Regions from separate parts of the Mus musculus genome. Here regions 2, 3 and 4 are each linked to region 1. The links are chromatin contacts, called in public promoter capture Hi-C maps. All regions are on one chromosome and are shown on one strand. Each heading gives the region's core, a stretch centred on a gene start, on an enhancer-like site or on the middle of the called end of the contact. The rest is flanking DNA. Distances are from core to core; before and after follow the strand shown.

The links. Promoter capture Hi-C pulls out the DNA fragments that hold promoters and counts their contacts.
Region 2: a contact with region 1 is called in a promoter capture Hi-C map of liver, with 5 times the contacts expected there. The contact joins the promoter of Smg8 here to the promoter of C030037D09Rik in region 1. A contact is called at or near these places in 2 of 39 promoter capture datasets (both in liver).
Region 3: a contact with region 1 is called in a promoter capture Hi-C map of liver, with 5 times the contacts expected there. The contact joins the promoter of Prr11 here to the promoter of C030037D09Rik in region 1. A contact is called at or near these places in 3 of 39 promoter capture datasets (liver and pre-B cells).
Region 4: a contact with region 1 is called in a promoter capture Hi-C map of liver, with 6 times the contacts expected there. The contact joins the promoter of Rnf43 here to the promoter of C030037D09Rik in region 1. A contact is called at or near these places in 5 of 39 promoter capture datasets (3T3-L1-derived adipocytes, hippocampal neurons, liver and 2 more), 1 of 115 datasets of contacts at active chromatin or transcription factors (thymic regulatory T cells) and 1 of 9 other capture datasets (liver).

The regions. Positions count from the first base shown.
Region 1 is chr11:88,716,842-88,720,569 of GRCm38.p6, reverse strand. It overlaps C030037D09Rik (RIKEN cDNA C030037D09 gene), which reads right to left and starts at 1,927. Exons shown (of 4, transcript NR_038058.1): 1 at 1,553-1,927; 2 at 1-164. It overlaps Msi2 (musashi RNA-binding protein 2), which reads left to right and starts at 2,341. Exons shown (of 14, transcript NM_054043.3): 1 at 2,341-2,541; 2 at 2,825-2,865; 3 at 3,199-3,280. The coding sequence starts at 2,480.
Region 2 is chr11:87,084,839-87,088,566 of GRCm38.p6, reverse strand. It overlaps Smg8 (smg-8 homolog, nonsense mediated mRNA decay factor (C. elegans)), which reads left to right and starts at 1,790. Exons shown (of 4, transcript NM_024262.1): 1 at 1,790-3,572. The coding sequence starts at 1,814.
Region 3 is chr11:87,106,568-87,110,295 of GRCm38.p6, reverse strand. Prr11 (proline rich 11) reads left to right here and starts at 1,582. Exons shown (of 10, transcript NM_175563.5): 1 at 1,582-1,655. It overlaps Ska2 (spindle and kinetochore associated complex subunit 2), which reads right to left and starts at 1,035. Exons shown (of 4, transcript NM_025377.3): 1 at 992-1,035. The coding sequence starts at 1,024.
Region 4 is chr11:87,660,929-87,664,656 of GRCm38.p6, reverse strand. It overlaps Rnf43 (ring finger protein 43), which reads right to left and starts at 1,570. Exons shown (of 10, transcript NM_172448.4): 1 at 1,435-1,570; 2 at 1-521. The coding sequence starts at 41.

The DNA of each region.
Region 1 (3,728 bases), core at 678-3,177:
AAGAAAAACAGTGCAGTGACGTAGTAGCCTTCTCCTTTAGTCCTTTATCAGTCTCTGGCTTGGACACTGCAGTGCTCGGGGCCCCGCCCCATCAGGTCTCCTCCCAGCTCACCACTTAACAGTTTGTTCAAGTCTCCATCAGGAAGGTAGCCACTGACTTCTGCCTATCGAGGAACAACAAACAGCACACTACAGAGTCAAAGGGCACTGAACCATGGCCAGAGCCCCTTTTAGGTATTAACTGGTTGGGGTGGGAAGGCGGCCTGACAGCCTGGCACCTTTGGGACTCCCATATTCAAGGAAGGAGCCGGGTAAAGAAAGGCCTTTCTAGCTCTGATGATCTGTGGTTCTGCGGTAAAAATCCAAAATATAATCCAATTAGCTGTGTTGCCTGTACTTTGTGATTGAGAATAATCGCAAAAAAACAATTACCATCATAAAAACATGCAGCTCTTTAACACATGGGAACCCAGATGATTCAAAAATCAGTTTGTTTGGAGTGTTGGGAAACAGCAGGGTTTGTGGTCTGAAGTCTTATGAAGTGCCTTCTAAAAATCATATTCACAATTTATAATAAACACAGTCCATGTAAGTACACAATTTTAAAAAGGGACTTTGACATTGTTACATTGTTCACTACAAATGCTCCGCCCATCCATGCTGTCAGAGAGGCACTACCCCAGTTTAGGGGACAGAGAGATTGACAGTCTGACCACTCAAAAGCTTTGGCTGTGTTGAGATTTTTCCAAATGTCTCCAAACCCACAATGGACACGGCATAGTTTTGGTGATGAGTGAATTCCATTGTCTCCTAATCCTATGAAAATTAATGGGAAAGTGTTAATTGTGCATCAATGCATGCTTAACATTAACCCAGGGATTTGATGAACCACAACTTTATGTTGCCCCTCATGCCATATTAACTTGGTTTATTGTAATAATTTAAAACAATAAGGATAATTGTATCCGTACTGTTTTAAATACTCCATAAATTGAATACAGCCTGAATCTGGCCAGCCTGGAATACGAAGTGTGCGATTCCCCCGGGAAGCTACAGTCACCAATCCTTTGGAGTTTACACTTTGCCAGGGGAGAAAGGGAACTTTTACCAAACACCTACTAAGTGTCAGAATCTGTGAGGCTCCTAGTTCCAAAAACTAGGGGTAAGGTGCTTTGTTATCTCCAAGACCTACCGCAGGTCTTGGGAGATAGAGAGCCATTTCACTCCTGGCGCTTACACTCTTTACAGAGGAAGCCCTAGTAACTTTAAACATAAATAAATTAGATAACGGATGAATGGTCGAGGGATTTTCTGAAATAAGCACCTATCTTAACCACCCTCGGGATACTCCCAAACTGCTACTCAATCTCCATGAACATTTGCTTTGAACCCCAATCATTTGACCTTGACCCCTACAAGCCCACTTTATTATATTTTCAAATCGCGGTCTGAGTAAGGCGCAAGCCCTGTCTGGTTGCTTCCTCGCCCCCTGTTATCTATCGCGTCAGTTTCTCAAAGTTCCGAAATAACCTTCGCGGGCACGGCTCCGTACCTCTGGCGGGGAAGGGCGGGGAGCCGTGCAGGACGTGCCAGTGTGGAGCGGGAGCCAGAGAACTTGCCGCGCGAAGGGAAAATAAAACTTGTGGCTGGTGTTCGTGCAGGAGGGTCTCCTCCATCCGCAAGCCCCCCAGATCCCGGGGTTCTCGAGGACTGCCCTGGGAGCGCAGGGTGTGGGTGTGCTCCCGGCGTCCTTGACCTAAATTTCCGCGCGGTGGCTGGAAACGGGGGCACAGAGGCAGGGAGGGCGGCGGGTGCCACCTCCGAATCGGGCGCAGGGCCCCAGGAACTTGAATGAATAGTCCGAACTAGGGGGGCCCGGGGGCGCTGCCGCCTCCCGGCCCAGCGAACAGCCCGGGCCGAGCTCCCCGCGCCTCCCCCTCCCCCACACCCAGCCCATGTGATCTGAGCCGACTCGGGGTGCGCTTCCCGTCTCCCCGCCTGCTTGGCGTGGCCAACCCCCCCACTCGAGTCGCGGGGCTCGCGCGCCGCCCCTGATGGGTCCCGCTGCCGCGGGGGGCCGAGCGTGTGCGCGCGCGGACAGGCGGGGGACCGAACGGGGTGCGTGACGTCACCGCATTGGTTACACGACGTTCTAGAACTCCGCCCCACGTGCGCGGGGAGGAGGGGGAGGAGGAGGAGGAGATGGGGGTGGGGAGGAGGAGGGGGAGAGGTGGGGATGGGCCGGGGGGGCGGGGACGGGGGGTGTGCGAGGCGGCGGGGCTGAGCTGAGCCGAGCCCACGTGTGACGGGCTCTCGCCGCTGGCCCGGCTCGGCGCTCGCGGAGCTTCGCAGCCGCCGGGCGGGGGGAGGAGGCGGGGGAGGAGGGACGGAGATCTGGGGCTCGGAGCCGGCCGCCGCTGCGCTCCGCTTCGCTGTGGGGCTCGGTGTGTCGGGGGTGGGGGGGCGGGGGGGCTCCGCTATGGAGGCAAATGGGAGCCCAGGCACCTCGGGCAGCGCCAACGACTCCCAGCACGACCCCGGGTAAGTTTCCAGCCGCTGCCCACCGCGCCGCCGCGGGCTCGTTCGGGGCTGTGCGGGCGACGGTGCGGAGCGGGGCATTCGCGCGCCCCCCGCGCCCCCGCGCGCACCCTTGGGGCACTCGCGCACCTTGGGGTGGCGTGGGGCCGCCACCTTCTCCCCCAGCCCACCTCCAGGCTCGCGCTCGCCCGCTCCCCCCCAGCTTTCCTTTTAGCTTTTGTAAGTTACACGTCAAAATGGCCGATCTGACATCGGTGCTCACTTCGGTTATGTTTTCTCCCTCTAGTAAAATGTTTATCGGTGGACTGAGCTGGCAGACCTCACCAGGTAAGGGAGGGAGGGGGGGACGCCTGGGTCCCCCCCTTCTTGGCTTCTTTATTGCTCTTTGTTATCCCAGTGTAAGAGCCCCCCCACCCCGCCATTGGCTCCCCACTTCTCCTGTGCAAGGTTATTTTTTTAAATAGCAAATCCTTTCCGAGCCCTCTACGCGACCTCTGTTGCTGAATTTCCCCCTCGTGTGCAAAAATATTGCAAAAACAAAACAGAATAACAACAGAAAACTACTTTTGCTTTTTGTCCTTGATCAAAAAATTGCATTGCTCCCCCCTCCACACCTTCTCCCACCCCCCCATCTCTCTCTCTCTCCCTCTCTCTCTACAGATAGCCTTAGAGACTATTTTAGCAAATTTGGAGAAATTAGAGAATGTATGGTCATGAGAGATCCCACAACGAAACGCTCCAGGTAACGCATTCCCTTCTCGATTTTGCCTTTATTTTAGAACAAAGTTTTAGTTTTATTTTTGGAGGTGTCTTCGGAAGTAGCTAAGCGGATTTAGAATGGGGCTCAGGCGCGTGGCTGGTTGGAACGTCGCTCCCCCCCCCCATAACCCCAAAGGTTATTGTTAATTAGGGCCGAACTCTGGATTCAGAGACGCCCATCTCTCCCGCTTGAAGTCATTTTCCTGTCGCTTCTTGTTCTCTTGTTTAAAATGACATTCAGTTCACCCACTTTCCACATAGTTTTTTTTTTTTTTTTAATTTAAAAATTTGAATGTATGCCTTCTGCACACTCCCAAACTCTGAAGTCCCCTCTTTGGGAGGTGAATGAATATCTTAGTGTCCGTTTTCCTTCGGAATAAAACAAAGCCTTAAGAAAGGGAAGAGGAGGAGAGGAAACTGAGGCGGCCAGA
Region 2 (3,728 bases), core at 541-3,040, 1.6 Mb after region 1:
CATTTTTCCTTCGAGACAGGGTTTCACTGTAACTGTCCTGGAACTCACTTTGTAGACTAGGCTAGCCTCAAACTCAGAAATTCGCCTGCCTCTGCATCCCGAGTGCTGAGATTAAAGGCATGTGCCACCATACTCGGCTTAAGTGACCTACTTCTATGTCTAGCTTAAAACCATAAGTATTGTAAGAAGTGAAAAGCATGGATGGTATACATCTGTAATGCCAGCACTTGGGGTGTGAAGATAGACCAATCAGGAGGGACAAGAGTTCCAGGGCAATTGAACCTACAATGGGTTGGGGAGGGAGAAGGAGAAAGAAAGAATCTATTACAAATGTAGTCAGTGGTAGAGCACTTGCCTAGCATTCACAAAGACATGAATTAGATCCCCAGCAACACACACGCACACTTATTCATATTTCCACTATGCTAAATTATTAGATTAATTTTCCACAATTGGTTTGTTTGTTTGTTTGAGACAGAGTTCCTCTGGGTAGCCTTGGCTGTCCTGGAACTCAGTCTGTTGGCCAGGCTGGCCTCAAATTCAGTTCAGAGATCCACCTGCCTCTGCCTCCCTAGAATTTTCTACAATTCTTTTGTTGATGTTTATCTTTTTGTTTTGAAACAGATTTTTTTATTTTTTGGTTTTTCGAGACAGAGTTTCTCTGTGTAGCTCTGGCTGTCCTGTAGACCAGGTTGGCCTTGAACTCAGAAATCCGCCTGCCTCTGCCTCCGGAGTGCTGGGATTAAAGGAGCGTGCCACCACGACTTACAGTTTTCTTACAGTTCAGACTGGCATTGAATTTGAGACATAGCTCAGGATGATCTTGAACTTCTAATCATTCTGGCACCTCCCAAGTGCTGGGTTTGCAGCATGGGCCACTATACCCAGTTTATACTGGTGCTGAGGATAGAACACAGGACTTCCTGCATACTAGACACGTAGCTCTCCACCTCCACGTCTTCTATTTCTTAAAGATTAATTTTGGAGTGTGTGTGTGTGTGTGTGTGTGTGTGTGTGTGTGTGTGTGTGTTTTGCAGGCCATGGGTGCTGCAAAACAAGAGCTCCTTTTCTCTGTAAGAGCAATATCTGAATGTTGGAATCACAGAAGTGCAACAATGTGTTTGGTGCTCTCGCTCCTCCCTCCTGTCCTTTCTTTTTTGTTTTCTTTTCTTTATGGAGACAGGGTCTTGGTATGTTATCAGGCTAGCACAGCTGCTGTGCTCAAGAATCCTTCTTCCTTGCTGGGTGGTAGTGGTGCATGCTTTTAATCGCAGCATTTAAGAGGTAGAATGGGGGCATGGGGGAGAAAGGAGGAAAGGAAGAAAGGAAGGAAGGAAGGAAGGAAGGAAGTTAGGAAGGAAGGAGAGGGAGAGAGAGAGGAGAGGGAGGGAGGAAAGGAGGAAGGAGGAAGGAAGAAAGAAAGAAAGAAAGAAAGAAAGAAAGAAAGAAAGAAAGAAAAAGAAATTAAGAAATTCTCCTGCCTCAGTCTTCAGAAAAGGTGAGAGTATGATCAACCACCCACGCTGAGCTGTTAGAAGAATCAGTTGGAACTGTTGTGGGTTTTGGCGTATTCTTTAAAACTGAAACGGCAACCAATCTAGCTTTCGATATCTTAAACTCGAGTTGAGTAAACGTAGCGCTAAGACCTTGCAAGGGACACGAAAAGGCAAAGGGGTGGAAGGGAGTGTTGGGGGGAGGGACAGACACCCGGAACTCAAGGACTAACAGGCGGAGGAGGGATTTCACAATAGGACCGGGTGGGTTGGGATCAGCGAGGGACCGGAAGAACGCTAGAGGAAGCTCTTTCTCCGCCATGGCGGGGCCGGTCAGCTTGCGCGAGCTGCTCATGGGGGCGTCGGCCTGGCTGGGCTCTGAGAGTCCTGGAGGCCCCTCCGCTGAAGGCGGGGGAAACGCGGCTGGCACGCCCGAGCCCCCGTGGAGGGAGGATGAGATCTGCGTGGTGGGAATCTTCGGCAAGACGGCTCTGCGCCTCAACTCCGAGAAGTTCTCTCTGGTGAATACTGTGTGCGATCGACAGGTTTTCCCACTCTTTCACCATCAGGATCCTGGAGATCCAGGAACTGGAATCAAGACCAAAGCTGTCTCTGTCGGAGAGGCGGGAGGAGCCGGAGACCCCGGGGCTGCAGCCGGGGATTCACTTCGCGGAGGTATGGCTACGGCGGAAGGTAACCGAGCTGAGCCAGGTCCCCAGGACTTCAGTCTTTTGCAGGCCTATTACAATCAGGAAAGCAAAGTTCTGTATCTTATTCTCACTTCCATCTGTGACAACTCACAGCTTCTGCGTGCTTGTCGGGCCCTCCAGAGCGGTGAAGCCGGAGGGGGCCTCTCTTTACCTCATGCAGAAACACACGAGTTCTGGAAGCATCAGGAGAAGTTACAGTGTCTCAGCCTCCTTTACCTCTTCTCTGTCTGTCATATCTTGCTCCTGGTCCATCCGACGTGTTCCTTTGACATCACTTATGATCGTGTATTCAGAGCCCTGGATGGACTGAGACAGAAAGTACTACCCCTCCTCAAAACAGCCATTAAGGATTGCCCAGTTGGCAAAGACTGGAAGTTAAACTGCCGACCTTGCCCACCTAGACTCCTCTTCCTCTTTCAACTCAATGGGGCCCTTAAGGTGGAACCGCCTCGGAGCCAGGATACAGCTCATCCAGATAAACCCAAGAAGCACTCTCCCAAAAGAAGGCTGCAGCATGCCCTGGAGGACCAGATCTATAGAATCTTTCGCAAGAGTCGAGTCTTGACTAATCAGAGTATCAACTGCCTCTTTACGGTACCTGCCAACCAAGCTTTTGTGTACATAGTCCCCGGAAGCCAGGAGGAGGACCCAATTGGCATGTTGCTGGACCAGCTTAGGAGCCATTGTACCGTGAAAGACCCAGAATCGTTGTTGGTGCCCGCACCCCTTTCTGGACCTAGGCGGTACCAAGCGATGAGACAGCACAGCCGCCAACAGCTCTCCTTCCACATTGATAGCAGCACCTCGAGTTCTTCAGGCCAGCTAGTGGATTTCACTCTTCGAGAATTCCTGTGGCAGCACGTGGAGCTGGTCCTAAGCAAAAAAGGTTTTGATGACAGTGTGGGCAGGAACCCACAGCCTTCCCATTTTGAACTGCCCACTTACCAGAAGTGGATCTCTGCAGCAGCAAAGTTGTATGAAGTGGCTATCGATGGGAAGGAAGAGGACTTGGGCTCCCCCACTGGGGAGCTAACATCTAAGATTTTAAGCAGTATTAAAGTCTTAGAAGGGTTTTTGGATATAGACACAAAATTCTCGGAAAACCGGTGCCAAAAAGCTTTACCCATGGCTCATAGTGCCTACCAGTCAAACTTGCCGCATAATTACACCATGACAGTCCATAAGAATCAGCTTGCTCAGGCTCTTCGGGTATACAGTCAGCATGCTCGAGGTCCAGCCTTTCACAAATATGCCATGCAATTACACGAAGACTGCTACAAATTTTGGAGCAATGGCCATCAGCTGTGCGAAGAGAGGAGCTTGACTGACCAACACTGTGTCCACAAATTTCATTCCTTACCTAAATCAGGTAGCTACAAAGTTCCCAACAGTTTGAACTGAAAACTGGAGCTGTGCTTTTAGTATTAGTGTGTGTTTGTATGGTGTGGTGTGTGTGTCTGAGAGAGACCTCGCACCCTTGGAGGTCAGAGGGCAATGTTGTGAGGTCAGTAGTCTCCAACCTTTT
Region 3 (3,728 bases), core at 333-2,832, 1.6 Mb after region 1:
CAACGGATACCTACGCAGAGGGAAAAAGGGCAGACTGCAGATGGAGTGTTTTACTTTTTAATATTAATCTTGGTATTTTTTTAAAAGGGGGCTGGTGGTCCGATGATCAATCTGGAAGAAAAGTGATCATGCAAAAAGAAGTCTGAAGACAGAACAAGAAAACTAAGAAAAAAGGCGCGGCGATCTAGCGGGCAGTGGAAGGATGGGAGGGCGGGAATAAAGAGAACACTGATGGAGAATGACAAGGCCACTCGGCTGGACGCTCAGTGCACTCCAGCCTTGCCCGCAGCCGCTGAGGGCCTTCGTCCAGGGTTCTCCTTGCACAGAGGAAAGGAATTGAGCATCTAGGAAGCAGAAAGCCGGGCCTGGGGCAACGCCGCTCGCGCCCCGGGAAGGAGCTCCAGGCTCGGTCCCCGCGGCGGCTCCTCTCCCAAGCCGCAAAGAGCCCAGTCTGCGGAACCGCGGGCAAGTTTCTCGTGCAAGTCTAGCATCTTCTTTCAGACTGTCCCAGCTCGCCTGCGAGTAGGTGCATGGTGGACTTGAATTTCTCCGCGCCCCTAGACTTCTGCCCCACCTCATCCTCCATCCCCCTTTTCGGGAGACGTAAACGACCTCTCTCCTCCTCCGAGCTATTAAAGACCGTTCCAGTCACGCTTGGGCAAGGAAGGTAGAAATTCGTGAGGCGGTATCTGTGCCGGGCGCGGCTCCTGGAGCCGATGAAGGAGAAAACCAGGACCAGGGAATTACAAAGGCCCCACACCCTCAACATCTCCCGCCATTTCCCTCACGAGTTCCCCGGATGTAACCCCTTCCCCCGCGGCGGTTAAGAGACCAAGGCGGCGGTAGCTCCCGTAGGTGCAGAAAGAAGGAACTCAATTCAGGTTCCAGCTTCCACAACCCAGTTTCAGGAGACTCTAAAATGCGCTTCACCTTCTAGGCCATCGGTGGAGCACATTAATTACCCAGTAGGTTTCCTTCACTCTCCACTCACCATCAGTTCCAGCTTATCGACCTCCGCCTCCATATTGAATAGTTGACATTCCTCAGACCGCTGAGGCGCTTAAGCTGTAAGCCGTGCTAGCACTGAGGCCCTCCATTGGACAGCTGTCACTCAACGTCTTGCGCTCATTGGCTAGTACGTTCCATCGGCGCCCGCCCATTGGCGCCTGGGTAACGCCCCTCGTTATAAAACGCACTTTCCTGTTGGACAAAGACACAAAACGCCGCAGGGGGATTGGCTGCTGAATATATGAATTTTTCCATTGGCTGCCTTATGGTCCCTACTTTCAAGTTCATACTTGGAAAAGAGTTTGCGATTGGTGTACTCGGAAGCAGCAGCAGCCAATGACATAAAAGCTTCCACTGCGGGCCTAGGCGACGTGACACACCTCCTTTTCTCTCCGGCTTCCCCGCCCCTTCTCGCCCGCCTTTCCTTATTCATACAAGAAGCGCCTCAGTTCCGATTGGCCAGGATGTGATGCTCTTTTGGCCAATCGTAGTCCAAGCTGTGCTTTGATCCTTTCAAGACAACGAACCCTGTAGAGACCACGTCTACGATTGGTCGCTCGTCGGCAAAGATTTAATTTTGAAATTTTCTTTATGGTGTGGAAGAGGCTTAGGCCCGAACTTCGTCTAATCCCCAGGCTCTTAGACTAGTAAGTGCAACGACGTTTTTTCTCTTTGTTACCTGGTCCCGTCTTCCGTTACTCGAACTGTTGATGACTGGGTTCTTATGGAGGTGGGGTCTTGAGCTGGACAGGGAAGGGAGATGGAGCAGAAAAGGAAAGGTTTCGGGCAGGAGAAGAGCTCCGCTGGCAACATCTGAGACACATTTTTTATTTAACACTGCAATATATAGTTTGAAGTGATTGCCTTTTTGCTCAGTCTTTGTCGTAACTTTTTGCTTCTCAAAGGGGGCCCACCGACTGGCGGTAATTGGCTTCTCTGGGCGCTAGCGAAAAATGCAAATTATAGGAATCTACCCAAATTTCCTATCACAATGTTTATTTAACCAGATGCTCTCCCCAGCCATTCTTCAGCGCATTTACGTTTATGGAGAAGTATTTTATGTCAGGTAATTTTACAGTGTTCCATGATGCAAAATGACTTCTGACATCTACTTTAAAAGTATACCCCTTTTACTGTGTGTCTAGTAGTGTGCTGGGTAAGACTAAGGACCTGTGGTCACTCTGAGAAAGACACAGGGAAGAACCGGGTGGGGTTGGGGATAGCAATGCTTCACGACTTAAAACAAAATTGACTATAGGACAATGGCAGAGATCATGCTTCAGCATTCAAGGCAAACCAACTAAACTGATGATGGAAATTAAATTGACTAGAGGGGGATGTAAAACATGTGTTTTAGAATAGTGATGATGAAGTAAATCTGTCACTTATGCTGCTGCTACAGTTTTAGAAGTGCCCCTGGCCAAAGACCTTTCCATATAACTGATGGAGTTCTTAAAGAACCAGCAGTGTCAACTCATGAAGAAGACTAATTATATTGTTCTGAGACAGGAGCTTGTGTATCAACAACTAACCCAGACTTTTTTAAATTTTATTTTTTCAGATAAGGATGTATATTTAAATATAAAACAGAAATATTTTAAGTACTATTAAGTGTTTCAAAATACCTGTCTTTTTTGTTTGTTTGGTTGGTTGGTTGGCTGGTTGGTTTTGGTTTTTCGAGACAGGGTTTCTCTGTATAGCCCCAATTGTCCTGGAACTCCCTCTGTAGACCAGGCTGCCCATGAACTCAGAAATCCGCCTCCCTCTGCCTCCCAAGTGCTGGGATTAAAGGCGTGTACCATCACTGCCTGGCTTCAAAGTACCTGTCTTAAAACAAACCTTTCATTTTGGGTAATTGTATAAAGCCTGTTAAAGTTACTATAGCCCCATAGTCTATTAGAAAAAGTCATGGTCTCTGGAGACTTATAGGTCTTCATTATACTTCATTGTATTATATTAGGCAGATAGCTAGTCTAAGCCTCAGCTTAATTTTGTATAACACTAGGACTAAAATCTTCCTTGTCAGGGATTGAAACCTTTGAGGACATTGAACATTAGCTGAGGAAAAGTAGGTTGTACCCCACTTGAGGGGGCATTTAACAAATGGTCCCTCCCACTATGACATCTGCCTATCATAGTAGGTGCTCATTATATGTTGCTGAATCACAAACCTATCTTTTAATATAATATAATCCACTACAGCCATTTTCTCTATTGTAAGAAAAGCAAAGGGCTAAGTACTGTAGTCACTCAGTAATAGACCACTTGCCTGGGTTTGGTCTCCAGCCGGGAAGAGGGACTTGCAGGGAATAAAGAGAAATTAATTTGACTTCATGAATAAAACCACAAAAGCAAGGTGAGGGGCTAATGTAAAGCCAAAGGGAAAGATTCTGCAGAGACATTGTAATCTGAGTTTACAACTTCTTCCATTTGAAGTGGTTTCTAGAATCCTGGTTACTTTCTCTCTGGCTTTTGGTTTTATCTTGTTTTATGAGACAGGGTCTCGTGTACCTAGGCTGGGCTTGAATAAGTCTATCCATAAGTCTTGATCTACCTGTCTCCACCTTCCGAGTAGTGAGTACGGGTGTACCTCGGATTTTAGATGTCTTAGATACAGGATCACTTATGTATCTTAAGATGTTCTTCAATCCACAGCAGTCCTTCTGCTTCAAATCCCAGTCCCCAATGCTGGGACTGCAGGTCTCTACTACCATGCCCAG
Region 4 (3,728 bases), core at 321-2,820, 1.1 Mb after region 1:
GGCCAGAGGACAGCCAGCTGCAGCTGGTGGCCACCACTCATGCTACCAGCTGCATCAATGCTCTTCGGCCATGCATACCGCTTCTACTACCAGCTCATCCCAAAGGCAGGTCCTCAATGCAGAAAACGAATGGGGAGAAGTGCTAGCCCTCCGTTTCAGAGAGCCAAGTCAGATTCTGGTCCTTCCTTTTTCTAACGTAGATTCCCAAGCACAGGGGGTATTCCTGATTGGGAGCAGAAGATGGCCTTTTCAGCCCACCTCTGGGGCAGGTATGTCCTTTTCTCCCATCGTCACTGCGAATACAGAAATGCCACCTCTTCTCTTTGGAATTTCCAAATGTGCTTTAGATACAAACATGGATTGGTATTATGTCAGATCACTTGCTGCTGGTCTTCCATATGTATCAGATTCCTGAGGCACTAAACCCGAGGCCGATGAAGAAAACAAGGTCAGTAAACGGCTAAAGCAGCGCATCGGAGGTGAGGGAGGAACTTCAGCTCAGAACACGAAGACATGCTGCCCTTTTTAAGCCAGAAAAAAATGTCAACCATAAATGGCTAAAGTCCATGAGGAGGTTTTCTTTTGAATAGGGGAAGAGTGGGAACTAATCAGGCCCCACCTGGAGGGATGTCTAATGATGCTGAAGCATATACTCTTAATTAAAATGTCCATGCTAAATTGTGTTTCAGCATAGTCCAGAGTTCTAGGCCTACTGAATTTATATACTTTTAAAGAACTACAATATATTATTTTGTGTGTGTGTGTTCCACCAAAAGTGCCTGTAAAATTAGGCACAAATTCATATATCTTTGACATACGACACAATTAATCTGAGTATCAAAATCTCTTCCAACTTCCCTTTTGAGATACTTGAAAAGTTTAGCTTTGCAATTATTTTCCCAGCTAAAATTCATATTTCTGTTTCCACTTTCCTTTCTCGTTTAGGGATCCCAGAGTTTATTCTCCAGTCTGAGAATGCCAAGCGCTTTGACTTTCCTCAGAATGCTGTGGAAACACATCCAGACTTTACAATCTGTAATCTTCTAGATTCAGGAGAAAAACAAAGGACTATTCCTAAGTTTTCAAATTCCTTGAGGGGGCGGAGAATAAAAGATAGGGGGGTAGAGAGGCTCTAAGTTGAGCGCCCTGAAAAAAATCAGGCTGAGGAGACCTGGGTTATTTCTATGTTCCTAGGAAACTTTGGACTCTTTATAAACATCAGATTTTTAAAATGCGCACCCTTAAGTAACTATAAATACACTTCACCCACAAAGTATGCTGCCTTTTGAAGTCATTTAAAAATCCTATAAAGTCTTCAGAGTAAGTGCTGAAAAGCCAAGCGTCTGAACGCAAACCTGTTCTATAGATTCTTTACTTTCGCTGAGACAGAGGGAGGGAGAAAACACGAAAGAATTTCAAAAGAAATCTGCAAACCTGTTGCGCTGTCGGGCCCACTGGAGTCCACGGCACGGGGATGAAACAAATTCAATTGTGCATTTATAAATCCTGCTTTAAAAAAAGACCTGAGCTGCTTAACCCAGTACGGCTCCGGCTTCCACCTTCTCACTCTGCAATCAGACCAAGTGCTCGCACTACAGGTAGGTGCTGAGAAATTCCGAAGCCCGAAAAAGTAATCCACGCAGATCAGGCAAAAACTTATTCCAAGACGAGAGCTACTGTCCTCCTCAAGAACTCTGGAAATGCTTAAAGATGAGCCAAAATCATCTCTAAAATCTAACAAAAGTCTTCTCCCTCCGCCTCTGTACGGAATATCTTGGAAGAGATGAGAAACGAAGCAGCAAATAGAACAGTCACTACCCAAATCACAGAATATCCCAGAGGGAGAAGACGGTATCCCTGAATCATGGACGGACTTGGAAGTTCAGGAGGAGGCAGGGTTGAAGTGCTTCCTTTCAAGAAAGACAATTCTGGATCAGCTCCCTACAGCAGGAAACCTGTGGTTTGTAATTGGTGTACCAGCTCTGACTTCTTCCCCTGGGACTGCAATCACGCTCTCTACCTGCTGACAAAGTGAGGGTGGAGCCGCTACACGCAAGCCGGCCCCTCCTCCTCTTGGTGCACGCACTCACTAATTTAACCAAAAGTCTTCTCTCGGTCTCTTTCTGTCTCTTGCTCTTTTACTCCCCCTAGTGAGCGACAGCCCAACTGCATGCAGTTCAATCAGTCCTTACCTTTCCCCACAGGAGATAAATCAGGGCCACCCAAATGTGTCTATTCTGTAAGCACTAGCACACTGACGGCGGTATGAGGAACGGAACAGAAAACAAAGACATCCAAAAGACAAAAGAACGGCGCAAAGTCTTGCAGTTACAAATTCAAATAGATCTCTATTCTTCCCATGTTTTAGTGTCTACAAATGGCACAAAGCCAGAATTGAGAGATCTTATACTGAGTACTTGTTGCTTATGTCTGCCACTGTGAATAAAGACTTCTGCATAGCTTTTCTTCAGTTCTTACTACGTTCAGTAGTTCTGCCTAAACTGCACCTGGATGGATCTCTCGAATCAGGTTGCTGTCAGAAGTCTGGAATCTGTTATTTCTCTCTTACTCTTTGGGTCAAACCTATTCTTCCAGTGTAAGACTCTAAGTTAGTCTGCATATAGAAGCTAAGCATTAAACCTATGCTTGGAGCTGGAGCAGTGGCTCAGTGGTTAAGAGCACTGGCTGCCTGTTCATCCAGAGGGCTGAAGTCTAGTTTTCAACATTTACATGGTGGCTCACAACCATCTACAACTCCATTTCCAGTGAATTCAACACCCTTGTCTGGCCTCCACAGGCACTGCAGACAAAACACCCATACACACAAGATGAATCTTTTCTTAAAAGTTAAATATGTCTAATAAAAACAGTATAGGTAAAGAGATTAAATTTAGCTAATTACTACCTTCATGCAATATAGTTCTTTGTAAATCTTCATATTTGAATACTGTAATATTTAAATTTTCAAATTATATTTGACATTTCTTTTTAAAATTGTATTTGATATGTATGGATGTTTTGTCTGCATGTATGTTTGTATACCATGTGTGTGAGAAGCCAGAAGAGGGTGTAAGGCTCTGTGGAGCTGCAGTTACAGATGTTTTAAGTCACGTGTGAATGCTGAGACTCAAACTCTGGAAGAGCAGTCAGTGACCTTAACCTGTGCCATCCCTCCAGCCCCATGGTCAGCATTCCATGGTTGAACTAGTAGAATTTTTCAAAATTCTATTCATAAACAACAATGTGGACATTCAACTCTGTTGAAATGTATACATTTTAAATGATTATGAAGAAGTTCTGTGTTTTAATTTAATATATAGATGAACCTGTTTGGGCATGTGTAAAAATGTGGATAATTAGCCAAGCATAGTGGCTCACAACTGTAATATTAGTAGTCACAAAACTGAATGAGAAGGACTGTTGTTAATTGGAGGCCTGTAGAGTGAGTTCCAAGTCAGTCAGTTATATCAGGACCCCCTGTCAAAAAAATGCCCTGTGGATAATTGCAATGGTAGGCTTGCTGTAAGGATTAAGTAATATAGTATCTCAGAAAGCATTAAGTTGCCCACTGATATTTTTCTATATAGGTTTTAGATGGTCTCAGAGTTTTATAGTTAATAACTAACCTGGGAGAGAGAAATTCTAATTTTTTTCTTCAAAAAGGGGGTAGGTGTCTTGTTTTTAGCCCAGGCTAGCCAAAAACTTCTGAAACTCCTGCTTAAACTTTC